Linked DNA regions of Hordeum vulgare: region 2 is linked to region 1. Evidence: chromatin contacts called from public Hi-C data. All regions are on one chromosome and are shown on one strand. Each heading gives the region's core, a stretch centred on a gene start, on an enhancer-like site or on the middle of the called end of the contact. The rest is flanking DNA. Distances are from core to core; before and after follow the strand shown. Region 1 holds the start of LOC123395342 (mRNA turnover protein 4 homolog). Region 2 holds the start of LOC123452830 (clathrin heavy chain 1-like).

Evidence for each region. Hi-C and Micro-C count contacts between places; a contact is called where the count stands out from the background.
Region 2: a Hi-C map of leaf shows a contact between it and region 1, with 2.0 times the contacts expected there. The contact joins the promoter of LOC123452830 here to the promoter of LOC123395342 in region 1. A contact is called at or near these places in 3 of 6 Hi-C or Micro-C datasets (leaf and seedling).

The regions. Positions count from the first base shown.
Region 1 is chr5H:332,482,066-332,488,618 of MorexV3_pseudomolecules_assembly, forward strand. LOC123395342 (mRNA turnover protein 4 homolog) reads left to right here and starts at 2,140. Exons shown (of 8, transcript XM_045090336.1): 1 at 2,140-2,287; 2 at 2,619-2,787; 3 at 3,058-3,148; 4 at 3,245-3,303; 5 at 3,407-3,467; 6 at 4,195-4,285; 7 at 4,368-4,444; 8 at 4,848-5,116. The coding sequence starts at 2,260. The coding sequence ends at 4,976.
Region 2 is chr5H:332,687,907-332,694,267 of MorexV3_pseudomolecules_assembly, forward strand. It overlaps LOC123452830 (clathrin heavy chain 1-like), which reads right to left and starts at 2,217. Exons shown (of 30, transcript XM_045129553.1): 1 at 2,044-2,217; 2 at 1,698-1,902; 3 at 95-183. The coding sequence starts at 2,088.

The sequences.
Region 1 (6,553 bases), core at 890-3,389:
CTTCCCAAGCACAAAAAACAGGATAGGCACGAATTTGTTTTGACATTTTTTTTTATTTCTGGAGCAATTCGGGGCTGCGACGACGAAAAATTGCGATAAAAATCACTATGATGGCGAGTGTCTCAAAACTCTCTAAAAAGCCTAACAAAACGATATGGGAAAAAAATTTCACCCCTCGAAATTTTGGCCTAAAAAATGCTCTGGAAAGCCTAACAAAACTCTCTTATTTTTTTTTATTTTTTTTCCGAAACCTACTCAGGTAAGGAAACGCGAAACCGAAAGCAAAAAGATCTCAAAATTAACCTAAAGCATAAAGGATTGTGGTGGATATATGGTGGTGGTATATGACAGGAAGGATAATGGTGGCGTGGTGGTGGTATATGGCAGCAACGATGATGGTAGCGTGGAGGTGGTATATGGCAGCGATGAAAGATGGTGCAGTGGCGGTGTGATAACCTGTGAACAGAACTCGAAACTCTAAAGAACTAGACACTAAGACCAGCAACTCGACACGACGATGTAACCGCAATTTCAACAAAGCAAACTACTGAAAAGACTATGCAAAGGCTCAGATTGGTTCGGATATGATGATCTAACCCTAATTTTTTTGGCTTTTTTGTGGACTATAGGTATGAAGAACAGACGCGATCTAACTACGAAAAACTGGTAAAATCTCACCGAGCAACCTGAAAACCTGATACCACTTGATAAAGGCGAAGTTGTCCGTGTCTTTTGATGAGATCGTGGGTATCGTTTTGGTGGAGTAGACTTTAACGATCCGACTACGAACGTGTGAGGACGTCGTGCCTTAGCAATCGCTAAACCAACTCCGAGAGGTTATTGGCCATGCTGGAGCACGATCAACCTGACCACGAAGGTCTGTTTCCTGCACGCAAACAAAGAACAAGCAAGAAACCAAGATGCAATCAAGATATTGCGAATATAAGAGGAAAACTTTATTGATGAAGGTGGGGTTCTGTGATGCCTTTGTCTGGTCGTAGAACACAAACGAAGAACGCGAAGTTGCAGCTATGGCGAACTTGTAATCTAAACAAAACCCAAGTCTAAACGGTGCCCTAAGGGTTGTATATATGAGGGAATAGAGAGGCAATTTCGTGACCCTTAGAGGAGGGGTCCAAAAACAGCCCTAAACTCGGTTTCCCCACACATACGGACTCTAAAAATAGCCTATATTATAGTATTTCGAAATTACATGGGCCTCGGCCAAAAATAAGGTGGCGCAACACCTATAATAGCCTATGGATGAAATTTATAAAGTGACATCTTGAATATTTCGTCCAAAGCCTTCATGCTCTCCTTATGGTGGCTTTAGAGTGCGAAAATCACCAGTGGAAGCTTCATTGTTCTCTCGCGCGCGTGCACCTTCTTCTTCATGCTTGATCCCGCTCCAACGGATATCCTTCTTGTCCATGCTAGGTCCTTCATTCAAGAACACAACAAAGTATCTAACTTGGACAGCATCATATGTTCATGAACATTAGAAGTATTTCCAAGAAATGAAAGTACCTGGTAATTCAATTGGCGTGCACGAGTTCTAGTAACTGGTCCAGTATGTACAGCAGCTGGGGCTGTGGGTGTAACAATGGTGTTGATGTCCTCATCAGTCAGGACGCGAGCTGCCATAACGCAGCACCGGGTTGCCGGCTTCCAGTATTAGTCTATGCCGGCGACTCACAGTCGAGGCATGTTTTCGGTCTGCAGTGAAGCAGCGGTTGAATATAGTGCAGAAATGGATAAGAGAAGGTTTGAGACGAATGACTGGATAGAAAGATGCTCCATCTTTTACGGTCTATGGGACACGCTCGAGTAAACGAGGTGGTGGATGTTTTGCGAGATCCGTCCGGTGAGCAAGAAGTATTTTCCATTTAGTATATCTCAAAATATAAACGAAATTAAAGAAAAAACGGTGCGTGGCATCAACGTGGGAAGTCCACATGGATACTCGGCCGGGCCATTACCGGCTGTCTCGCAGCAAGCGAGACATAGAAAAAATGTTCGTAAAGATTAATGGGCCAGGCTAAGTGCGAATGGGGATAGTCGGGCCTGTTCTGGTCCAACAGAGGCCTGCCCTGCGGCCTCTCTCCCCTTCGTCGAGCGGCGCAACACTAAACAAAAGCCGGCAGGACGAGAGAGAGAGAACCCTCTCAAAACCCTAGAACACTAGGCACTGCCACCGCCGCCGCCGCCGCCGCTACTCCCAGGACAGCAGCCAAGGAAGACGAATCCAAAGCCTCCGCCATGCCGAAATCCAAGCGCAATCGCTCAGGTCAGCTCACTCGCTCCGTTCCGCTGCCCTCAGTCCCCCCCTCCTGCCTCTGCTCGCTTCCTTGATTCGACCAAACCTGTGTATCTGGATTAGTTCCCACAACCAGTAGTGTTTATATGCTCTAGTTTACTGCAATACTCTAGATGATGATCTGTGCCTCTCCTTGGAACCTATTTGAACCTAAATCTCTGCTAATCAAGAACTGAAACCCAAGTTCCAGCGAGCAAGATTTTCTTTTTTTCTTTTTTCGAGGTATCATTTTTTGTTTTGTTTTGTTTTATAATTTATATCATGTCATGCTAAAAAATTCGATGCTTGATGATGGACGCAGTCACCTTGTCGAAGACCAAGAAGAAGCCGGGCCTAGAGCGTAAGGGCAAGGTGGTCACGGAGATAAAAGACGCGATTGAGCGCCACAGCAGCGCCTATGTCTTCACCTACAACAATATGAGGAATCAGAAGCTCAAGGCCCTCAGGGACCAACTCAAGTCATCTAGCCGGTAGGTTCCACTCTTTATTTGCTACTACTAATTACAGTATCCGTTATGCTGTGTCATCTCTACTGCTATCCAAGATCAATGTAGGATATGGTTGGGTTGGAACCTTTTCCTTCACAACAGTGACCGATTTCCAAACGTTAACAGCAGTTATTGCTGTTGAATCAACACAAGTTACTTTCGCTCGTTGATACAGGCTGCTTTGTTTTGCTAGACAGTACCTTGGAACCCTGATAAAGTGATAAGTCACTTTCGTACAATTTTTTTTCTCAGGATATTCCTTGCTGGAAAGAAGGTCATGCAGATAGCATTGGGGCGGTCACCTGCTGATGAAGCTAAGACAGGCCTGCATAAACTCTCCAAGGTGATTCATCCTTCGCCAGTATTTGGTATATACTGTTAAGTGTAATCCACACCATCCTTGTGAGGTTTTAGCTGACAGCAACTTTTCTGTATCTAGTTCCTTCAAGGTGCTTCTGGATTGTTATTTACGAATCTCCCAAGGGATGATGTCGAGAGGTAGCCCCATATTGTAGTTTTTAGCTTTGCACATTGTTGCTAATGCATGCTTGCTTACTTGGTGCGGCTCTAGTAAAGTTATCATCATAAATCATGTGTGCAGATTATTCCGAGAATTTGAGGCGAATGATTTTGCGAGGACAGGAAGTATTGCGACTCAAACGGTATTACTTCTGTTTCCATGTTCATGGACTTGTGGTCAAGCTTTTAGGACAATGTTAAGCTATTAGTAATTCTGGACATGTAATTAGTACTGGTAATACTCTCTTTTCTGATATAAAGGTTACTTATTTTGCAAAACCTGACAGGCCTAAAGTGGTCAATCGTTCCAATCTTACCCCTAATTAAATGTCGGTCCTAAAGCAGACGCATGTTATGCTGGCCTTTCTTGCTACAGACTGTGGGGGAGATGGGAAATGTAGAAGTAACCGCATGATAGTTCTGGGGATTAAGTTATTACACCAGTTTTACAGACGCTGCATCGCTGCATTTAAAAACTTTGTAACAGCTGGTGTGGGTATTTTTGGTAGAATTGGCGTGAGATTGATGGGATGCCTTCTATTAGTAATTGCATGAAAAAAAATCACATGCCCTATTGCACGGAACAGAGGGAGTATGACTTAGTGAAATGAAGGTCGACATCCTTCCTGTGTAGATTCAGTTTAATAATACTCCATTTGAAAGAAGTATTTATGGTGGCTGCCAAGTTTGAATAGAGCATACCAATGAGTGGTAGTCTGAAGTTGGTGTTATTCTTAAAGTTAGTACAAAGTTGAGTCACTTATTTTGGGTACAAAGTTGAGTCACTTATTTTGGGACGGAGGGAGTATTAAATAGCACTTGTTTCTTGTATGAGTTGGCTAACAAACTTGTAACTTTATGATGCCTCAGGTTGAGCTAAAGGAAGGCCCTCTGGAAAAGTTTTCACATGAAATGGAACCCTTTCTGCGCAAGCAAGGACTGCCAGTTCGCCTAAACAAAGGTTTGTACTTCCCTTTCATGCAGATGCTTGAAGCTACCAAGCAAAATCGTTGGAATTTATAAAGTTGACCGTGTTGGTGCAGGTGTTGTTGAATTGGTTGCAGATCATGTCGTATGTGAAGAAGGGAAGCCCCTTTCACCAGAAGCAGCACACACTCTGGTATGTATGGCATATTGTGCAGTGCTACCTGACATATATTAGTTAAAAATAACAAGACAGATACTGAGCATGTGCTATCATCATATGATCAAGCTACGGGAAGCAGCAGTATAGTTTCCCAGTAATGCCATGTTGGTTAGCTATATGTCTGGCAAAACATAGAGGCAGATGGCACCCTCTTTGTACGCTGTAGCAATTACCACAGTATTCGCTACTGTGTGCAGCGGATGCGGGCTTCATGCCCCGTGTCTGGGGCCTAGACCCGCCACTGGATGGCACTGTGTTCCAAACTTCAAAATACCACATTTTTTATCCTTGATAGCACTGGAATCATGGCTCCCCTTGTTTTGCAAACTGGGATCTGTTTCTTTGCACTGAGACCAAATTGATTTCTTCGTTGCAGCGCGTGCTTGGGACGAAGATGGCGACATTCCGACTGTACCTTGTCTGCCGCTGGTCCTCGGATGACTTTGAAGTGTACAAGGAAGGCTTGGCGCACCTGGGAGGTGAGGAAGATGACGAGTCTTCTTAAGGTTGTTGGACCATGGTTGCGTGCTTGTTGTCTAGCTGTTTTCAGACAGTTTTGTGCCATGCCTTTGTACCCTTAATTTGACAGGAATCTCAAATATATGATATGACCCAGTTGGGCATATTGTGAGTGCTCTACTGTTATAGGTTATCTTAGTCCTGGTTGCTCGGTGATGTTGCGCCTATACTCATGCAAGTAGTTCGGTTCATGTGATGGTGGATCCACCTGTGTGATGTTTTGTGCTGCACTTGTGGTCGTCGCTATGGAAGTAAACCTGAGAATGGTTTCATACTTGAATCATATTTAAAGGGGCTGCTACGCGTCAGCCGGCGGATTCTTTGAAAAGATCCACCACCTCGTAAGTCGTCGGATCTCATGAATCGAATGGTTGAGCGTCATCATGTACTATTGTAACATAGGTTGTGTTGCAGAAACACGGGTCATGTTATAGAATTTTGTCAAAAAAATATCTGTAACAGAAACTTTACAGAAGTTAAGGTCTTAATGTAGAATTATTCTGCAACTAAGATCAAGTTTGTAGAAATATTTTACAACAAAGGTCTTAATGTAGAATTATTCTGCAACTAAGATCTTGTTGCAGAAATTTATATCCTTTCCATAATCGATGTCCGTGCAAGCCGTGGCCCTGTTCCTGGAGATAGGAAAGGTGGACACGTGGTAGATGACGGAGGCGGTTGACGCCTAGGAGCAATCCGTCGAAGGTACTAATCATTTCCCATATTTAAGTCATACTCATACATTTATCTCTTAAAATCATACTTAAATCATATTCATTTAATGTCATTTTTAGCCCCATTAAAAATGAACTCACTATTTTTTTACCCAAACCAATTTAAACACAGTACATAACTGTGGGCTTAAATCTAGTACTCCCTTCGTTCGAAAATACTTGTCATATAAATGGACGTATCTCGATGTATTTTAGTTTTAGATACATTCACTTTTATTCATTTTTGTGACAAGTAATCTCGGACGGAGGGAGTACATGACTATGATTTTGCTTTAACTATATAGCAAAAGGGCCCGTGCGTTGCAACGGAAAAAAAATACCACACGCTTTTAATTTTTTTATAATTATTTTGATTTACTAAAATAATAAGCTAACTAACTACTGTAGTCAGTCCTATCCTATTTTGTTGAGAAATCAACCCGTCCATTGTTAATTCCATCATGATGAGAAATTGAGCGGGACAACCAAGCAAAACAAAGAGGTTACGTGAACTTATCAATGGACTGTTATCTTATTTCACTCATGGGGTAGAGAATATGGGATCAGATGACAAACTGAAGGTGGTGTTCCATTCTCTCTCTCTACAACAATACAATCTTACATTCAATACATTCATTCATCAGCAAACAAATCCCCAAGGGCCCATGCGTTGCAACGGGAGAAAGAAATACCATAGGGCACACGCTCTTAATTTATAAAAAATGTCTATAATTTGAGAATTTATAGTTACGATACAAATAAAGATGGTCTTATTCTACAAAAATGCAGTTTAAAATTTCACAGGTCTTCTATTTTAACACGGCTTGCATGTAGATTTAATACGTACAAA
Region 2 (6,361 bases), core at 967-3,466, 210 kb after region 1:
AGATATGCAAGATGTATCAACTATCAAGTAAGATTACACATTAGCATTTAAACTGAAGGAGCAAGAACACTTGAAAACAATTTAAAACATTCACCTGCTCAGGCATCTGGTGTGACTTAATTTTAGTTTTAGCTTCAATATTAAAGATTTGCAGGTGATCCTGCGTGGTTCCAGGTATTTGAGCTGCAAAGAAAAAGGTGGGATTTTATCATGTCTATTGGTGAACTCCTGAAATACATAGATCAAAGTACACAGACGGTATGTATGAATATGCGGTTTCTACAAAAGAAAAAAAATGAACCCGGGCAACTATGCAGTAGCCAGACAGGCAGACACTATCCTTTTATTTTATATTTGCAAAAAGGAACCAGTCATTTTAACTTTATGCGATTTAAGATGGGCAATTCTGATTCTGCAAGAACATCACATGGCAGATGTCCGTTTATTTGCAGAACCGGTATCACTATTCTATTTGTATGTAGAAAGCAACGTAAAAAAATTATCACATAAAATAGGGTTTTACATGCAAGTTCTACTTTATCATAACTAACTAGCCAAAACAAAGAGGACTGGTAATAAGGGAGCATTCAATTTAAAAAAGAATAGACAGAAAGCCTCTTCATAGCACATTAGGAAGCGGTGGAAACCAAAATCTTTGAAAATATTAACACAGGCCTTGGTGGGCTCCACCATTTAGAAGGAAGGCCCTTCTCCCATAGTTTAAGCTCAACAGGGTATAGAAGCTCTGTGCCTGGGGTAATTCCATTGTACATCCCATTTAGGCCTAGCAGTGTACGTAATTTGCATGTTCCCCCATGTCCATATCTTGTGCATATTTCGTTTTAGTTGTTAATACTATTCATACCGTTGGACCGCACCCTACAGTTTTCTCTCAAAACTAAGGTAGCATTTTCCTTGACAAAAATAGACCGTAAACAATACAAGCAGATCCAGTTCGTGGAGAAGTCATCAATTCAATGAGAACAACAGCATACAAGTACTTGCACAAGTTCATATATTAACTCCTATATACGATGACCCATCCAAAGTCCAAGCTAAGCTCAACTATAGGGAATCTACGTTGTGGTCATGGTTACAGTATAGACAAAATAGACGCCATGCAATCCATGGGAACTCTGATCTCAGAGCACAACCAATAAGCAGCTATCATACGCATTTAAAGTGTAGGATTTCAGTACACATCAGCACAAGCTAGAAAGGATGTATGTGACCTTTCATTGGAGCATTCACTTTTCAAATTCTAGAACATATGTATTCATCGCAATTCAACGGCAAGTTTAAGATATTAGATCACCAAGCTGTCTTTCTGACATTGGCATATTATTATAACGGAATTATCTATATATGCAAAAGATGACAAGCCATTAGTGCACCTTAGGGCTCGTAGCTTGAAAAAGATCAAGCATATTCGTCACTGAGATACTGTGCTATTTGTCATTACAAGTATGTAACTAAATTGTCAATCGCCACTCTAAACTATCAGATCCCCAGCTGGAACTTGATCGTGGGCTTCTATGCAAATTAATAGCCACTGGACCATTTGCACATTGTACTAAGTACGGAGCTACAGGATGAGATCACCGCCCAATTCTGACAGATCCTGCGGCAGACTAGGATGGAAGCCGCGGCACGTACGGAAACGAGATCCCAAAGGCAGAGGGGTCGGCGAGATCTACCTTTGAGCGCGAGGATCCTGGTGTTGGGGTTCATGAGCGCGGAGTCGGCGGTAATGGGCCTGCGGAGGGGCTGGCTAGGCATGGCCATGTCGATGATGACGACGCTATTCTGCGGCGAGGTCTCCCGCACGCAGATGTACCTGTCCGACTCCATGGTGACATGGGTGAAGGTGATGAACTGCGGCGCGATCCCCAGGCTCGTGAGCTGCAAGCAACAACAGCATGGACGACGGTTCAGTCAGTCAGTCGAGTCGGTCGGCCGCGAGCTCCGGCCCCTGCCGGGAGATCTGATCTGACTCCCGGAGGGGGGTGCGGAAGCGGACAGCAGGATGCGCGCGCGTGTTACCGTGAGGGCCTCGCGCATGGCGATGGGGGCGTTGGCCGCCGCCATGGCGGCAGACGGCGGTGGCGAGAGGACGCAGTCGGAGGGGAGGGGAGGGGGGTCGGTCGTGCGTCGTCTCGCCCGGCCGGTGCGAGCGAGCGAGCGAGAGATCGGATCTGATCTGAGGACGGGAGGAGGAGGAACCAACGGGGCAGAGAAGATGGGTGGAATTTTTAGTAGTGGGGTGTCTGTTGGAAGTCTTTTGCACATTTGCCCTCCAGTGTCTCCGTAATGATAGCGGTGCACGCTAAGCTACCAAGTACAGCATGTTTGTTTGAGTATCTAATTACCAAAAGTGCGAAAGAATTTAGAATTAATATGCTTTTAGATCTCCTGTCAAAGAAATGGATAAAGTTAATCAACATTTAAGAGCTCACACTTCATGCATCGCCTTATCTTACATCTTACTCCTTGTGTATCAAAATAATTATAGTTGGAGGAAACTAGTCTAGCTCTCCCCAACTACAAGTAATTCGGTATAGAAGGAATACATCTTACAATTTTTTTTAAAAAAACTAGCAATTCTCTTAACATGCACATCGTTCGCATCAACAATGATGTCACATAAGCGTTCGGTTTTCACATTTACAAAGTGTTGGCACCGTTAAGTGAAAATAACTATTTATGTGTCCACGTTGTCATCTTTTTTCAAACTATTGTCGTGTGTCTCCGACTTGATGATTTTTTTGTACTCACCTATCGGAGCGAGAGTTTTAAAAGTTTCCTGATGTACTATAGAGCTAGCCACTTTGTTCATGGGTTGTCCGAGTGAGAGTTTCAAATGTTATGTATGTTCTAAGCCCATTCTTTATTGTGTATCCATCTTTCCCGTGCACGCCCTATGTTGCCCTATCCGGTCGTCGTCGCTCTCCGCCGGTCTCCGCGCAGTCCAACAACGAATCGCCGACTTTGATACTATGCTCCCCAGCCAGTACCTCGGCCAGCCGTCGGACGCTTCCTTGACAATCTCTGAGTTAGCCATCGTCATGTTAGAAGCTCTCCCGGACACCAGTTGCGGTTGGCGTTCCTCCTCCTACTATCGTTGCCACGACCGACAATTCCTCGGCCACAAATGTGCATTAACTCACATCCCGCTACCACTCTAAATCGACCACAATGTAGCCACAAATGCATATGAAACGGCTCCGCACGACACATATTTCATCGCTCATCATTACCTTGCACTCCATCAAGCTACAAACCCGAAAGAAAATGTGTTCAAATACCCCATATGTAGTCCCATCATCATCCAGCTCGCACGCCTTCTCGTGTTGCATATGATAGAGGGTTCCGGCCTCGTAGCAGACTATTATTTCTACCATCCTCAAGTTGTCAAGTGATACTTTCTGTTTGTGTGATCCGATAACGGAACAGAAAGTACCCCACGCCTATTCCCCCAAAAAAGTGACCCTGGATTATCGAGTTCCCTTGAAGCGGTCACTAGCAAGCAATAGTATGGAGTAATTCCATCTTTTGACTGAATCAATCAAGTAAATGGTGATGAAATACTTATAATGAAAAGAGGTACTTCCTTCGTCACGGTTTAGAAGGCACGGTTAGACTTGCGTGCGTTTCCAAAATAGACAAAGATTAAGGCACGTTGCATTTACTCCTAGCAGCTAACTAGTACTCCGTGGTACTACTTCTATATGCATGTATAGTGTGAATGCTATTTTTTAACTCATTTCACAGCCAATCAATAACCACCTAGGTCCTAGAGAATTTGCATGCACGCCTTCTAAACCGTGACGGAGGGAGTACGTGTATGAGGTGTTTTAATGCTTACAATCATTTATTTGTATTGGGACCAAATAGTTTCATAATTTGTGCGCTGGAAGTCACCCACTGAGATGTGCTTGTTACAAACCGAAGTGGGGGATGTGTCCAAATAACATTTTGACCGGCATGAGTCATGCATCAAGAATCAATTGTGCTACTGAAGGCCCTATTCGTCGAGCAGGGTTGCCTCGATAATTCAGATTATAATAATCAGACAAGAGCTTTTGATTTTTAACAACTACACCTCATGAATCCCAGGGATTTGATCCATGTTACCATACTAAACCTTTCTGTCATGTGGTGTTCAGAATAACAGTTCACGTTCTCCCTATCCTTATCATTTATGTGACTCGCTCTCTATGATCCTGGGTACATGCAGGGATGAAGAACACGGACAAGGCAAAAGACATATATGGAAAAAGAAGTCACACGTACATGACCATAATTCAAAGCTCTTCCATTGATCCTCACAACAAATACACAGGGTTGTAAGGCCTATCTCTCAACCAATACTTTACTGAACTACTCACACATGGAGTTCAGATCACATGACGAAAACATTAAAGAACGCATCTTTAAGATTGATTTATTGTAATATGTATTACAATGGTTGCCTTATGCGATGCACGATTACAAGTATGAATTAGAGGAAGATGGACTATGTGGTGATGGTGGCTACAGAGATGGAAACTGCGACGGATATGGTTGATGGAAGGGGATGAAGATGATTTTGTTATGGCTCAAACCCTTTACAAAAGTTGTTTAGGTGGACGAGGAGCCTCAGAATCCACACCATACGACCGGTCACGGTCGTATGTAACGTTGTCTTTTGCTCTCTGGCTTGTGGTGCGCCTACTCCTGATTTACTCTATCTCCACTGTTCCTCATTTCCATGTTCCTACATGATGTCTTTCCTTTCTAGCCAATTTCTTATGGAAACACATCAAAGAGATGATTTATGGAATCATTTGCATTCATTAGTCATTAGTACCAATACCAGAGCGAATATATCGGTTTTGGTGAAATGTCTCGGTTTAAACAAAGGGTGAATGAGTGTAAAAATATCACTCATCAACTCCCCAAAGATTAAACTAGATCATCTTTGAGCAACATAAGGAGAAATATGGATCATAAGGAACTCAATTGTTTAAACCAAAATAACGAGAAGCTTTTGGTTCACTTACGATCGGTATGCCTAGATAGACTTATGCTTCTTGACGTGAAAACTTAGCATAGTTGTGGCTGTGGCATGGTTTATTATGCAAGTGTTAGTTAAGAAAAAATATTCAACACAAAGTTTTTGATCAACTAGATAAAACAACTTTGCAACACTCGATTCTATTTTTTTTAAACAACACTTGCTTGTTGGAAATGCATGGAAGAGTTTTGTTTGATAGAGACAACGTAGATTAGGGAGTGAAAGGCATGTAGAAAACATGATGCTTTAGTGCTCGTGAACATACCTACACTTATACCTCCCCTTAAGGCTCCCAAGAACTTCATTTCAATCATTGTTTGCTGGAATTTTGGTTCTCACGTGAAGGGGATTATGCCAAATAGTGATCATGTATATAGTTTCATTGTGGCTTAATTTTAGGAACTATGGATCTTCAATAAATGTCTCTCTGAGCTCTTATGATCAGCTCTAGGCATTTGCCACATACACACTTATTCAAGGGAAAGCAGAATAATATAGGGACATTTACATTTTTTTCCTAACTTCGCCCCGACCTCATCTTTACCCCTAAAATAAATCGGTGCTCAACTATACCCCTCTTCCGTCTATGACGCTAATGAAAATACCCCTTTGTACCCTTTTCGTCTGGTCAAAGTGCTTTGACCACGTTAGGTGGTTATTCTAGACATCTTTGCCCCTTCCTTCTTACATGTGGGGCATGCACGCATCTCTCCAGCCCCATCTCATTTCCCCCTTCTCTTCTCTTCTGTTCTCTCTCGCGACACAAACCCTAACCCTAGTTCATCGATTTCCCCTATCGCGACGGTTGCCGAGGGCGAGCTCGTGGATCCAGATGTGGAGGCGGTGGATCTGATTGCCCTGCTCATCGTCGGTCTTTAGAAGTGGTAGGAGCGGCGGCGACCAGACGGAATGGCCGCTGTTCATGGTAGCGGCAGGGGCAGCACGGCGACGACTACAAGGGCGGTTCCAAGAGGGTATGTCTCTATGCGCACTCATCATTTGCTTGCATGCGCGCTTGTTTAGGGTAATTTCGTCAAGGGCTCCCGCGTTTGTGCTCTGTTCATGAACTTACTTTTTCTTTTTGAATATTTGTCGTAGGATGGACTCAGTAGAGCGTTTAATCTGAACTGTAGAATGGAAACAAGTGTGTTAGGCAGTTCTGGTACCAAAGGATCTGGCACAGGGTTTTCTTTCCCATTGGTTGTTGATTGTACATCAACTTTTATCAAGTTTAGAAGTGCTATATCAGAGAAATATCCATGGGGGTTATATGATGTTGTTGAAATTAGGTATTGGGACATGGCA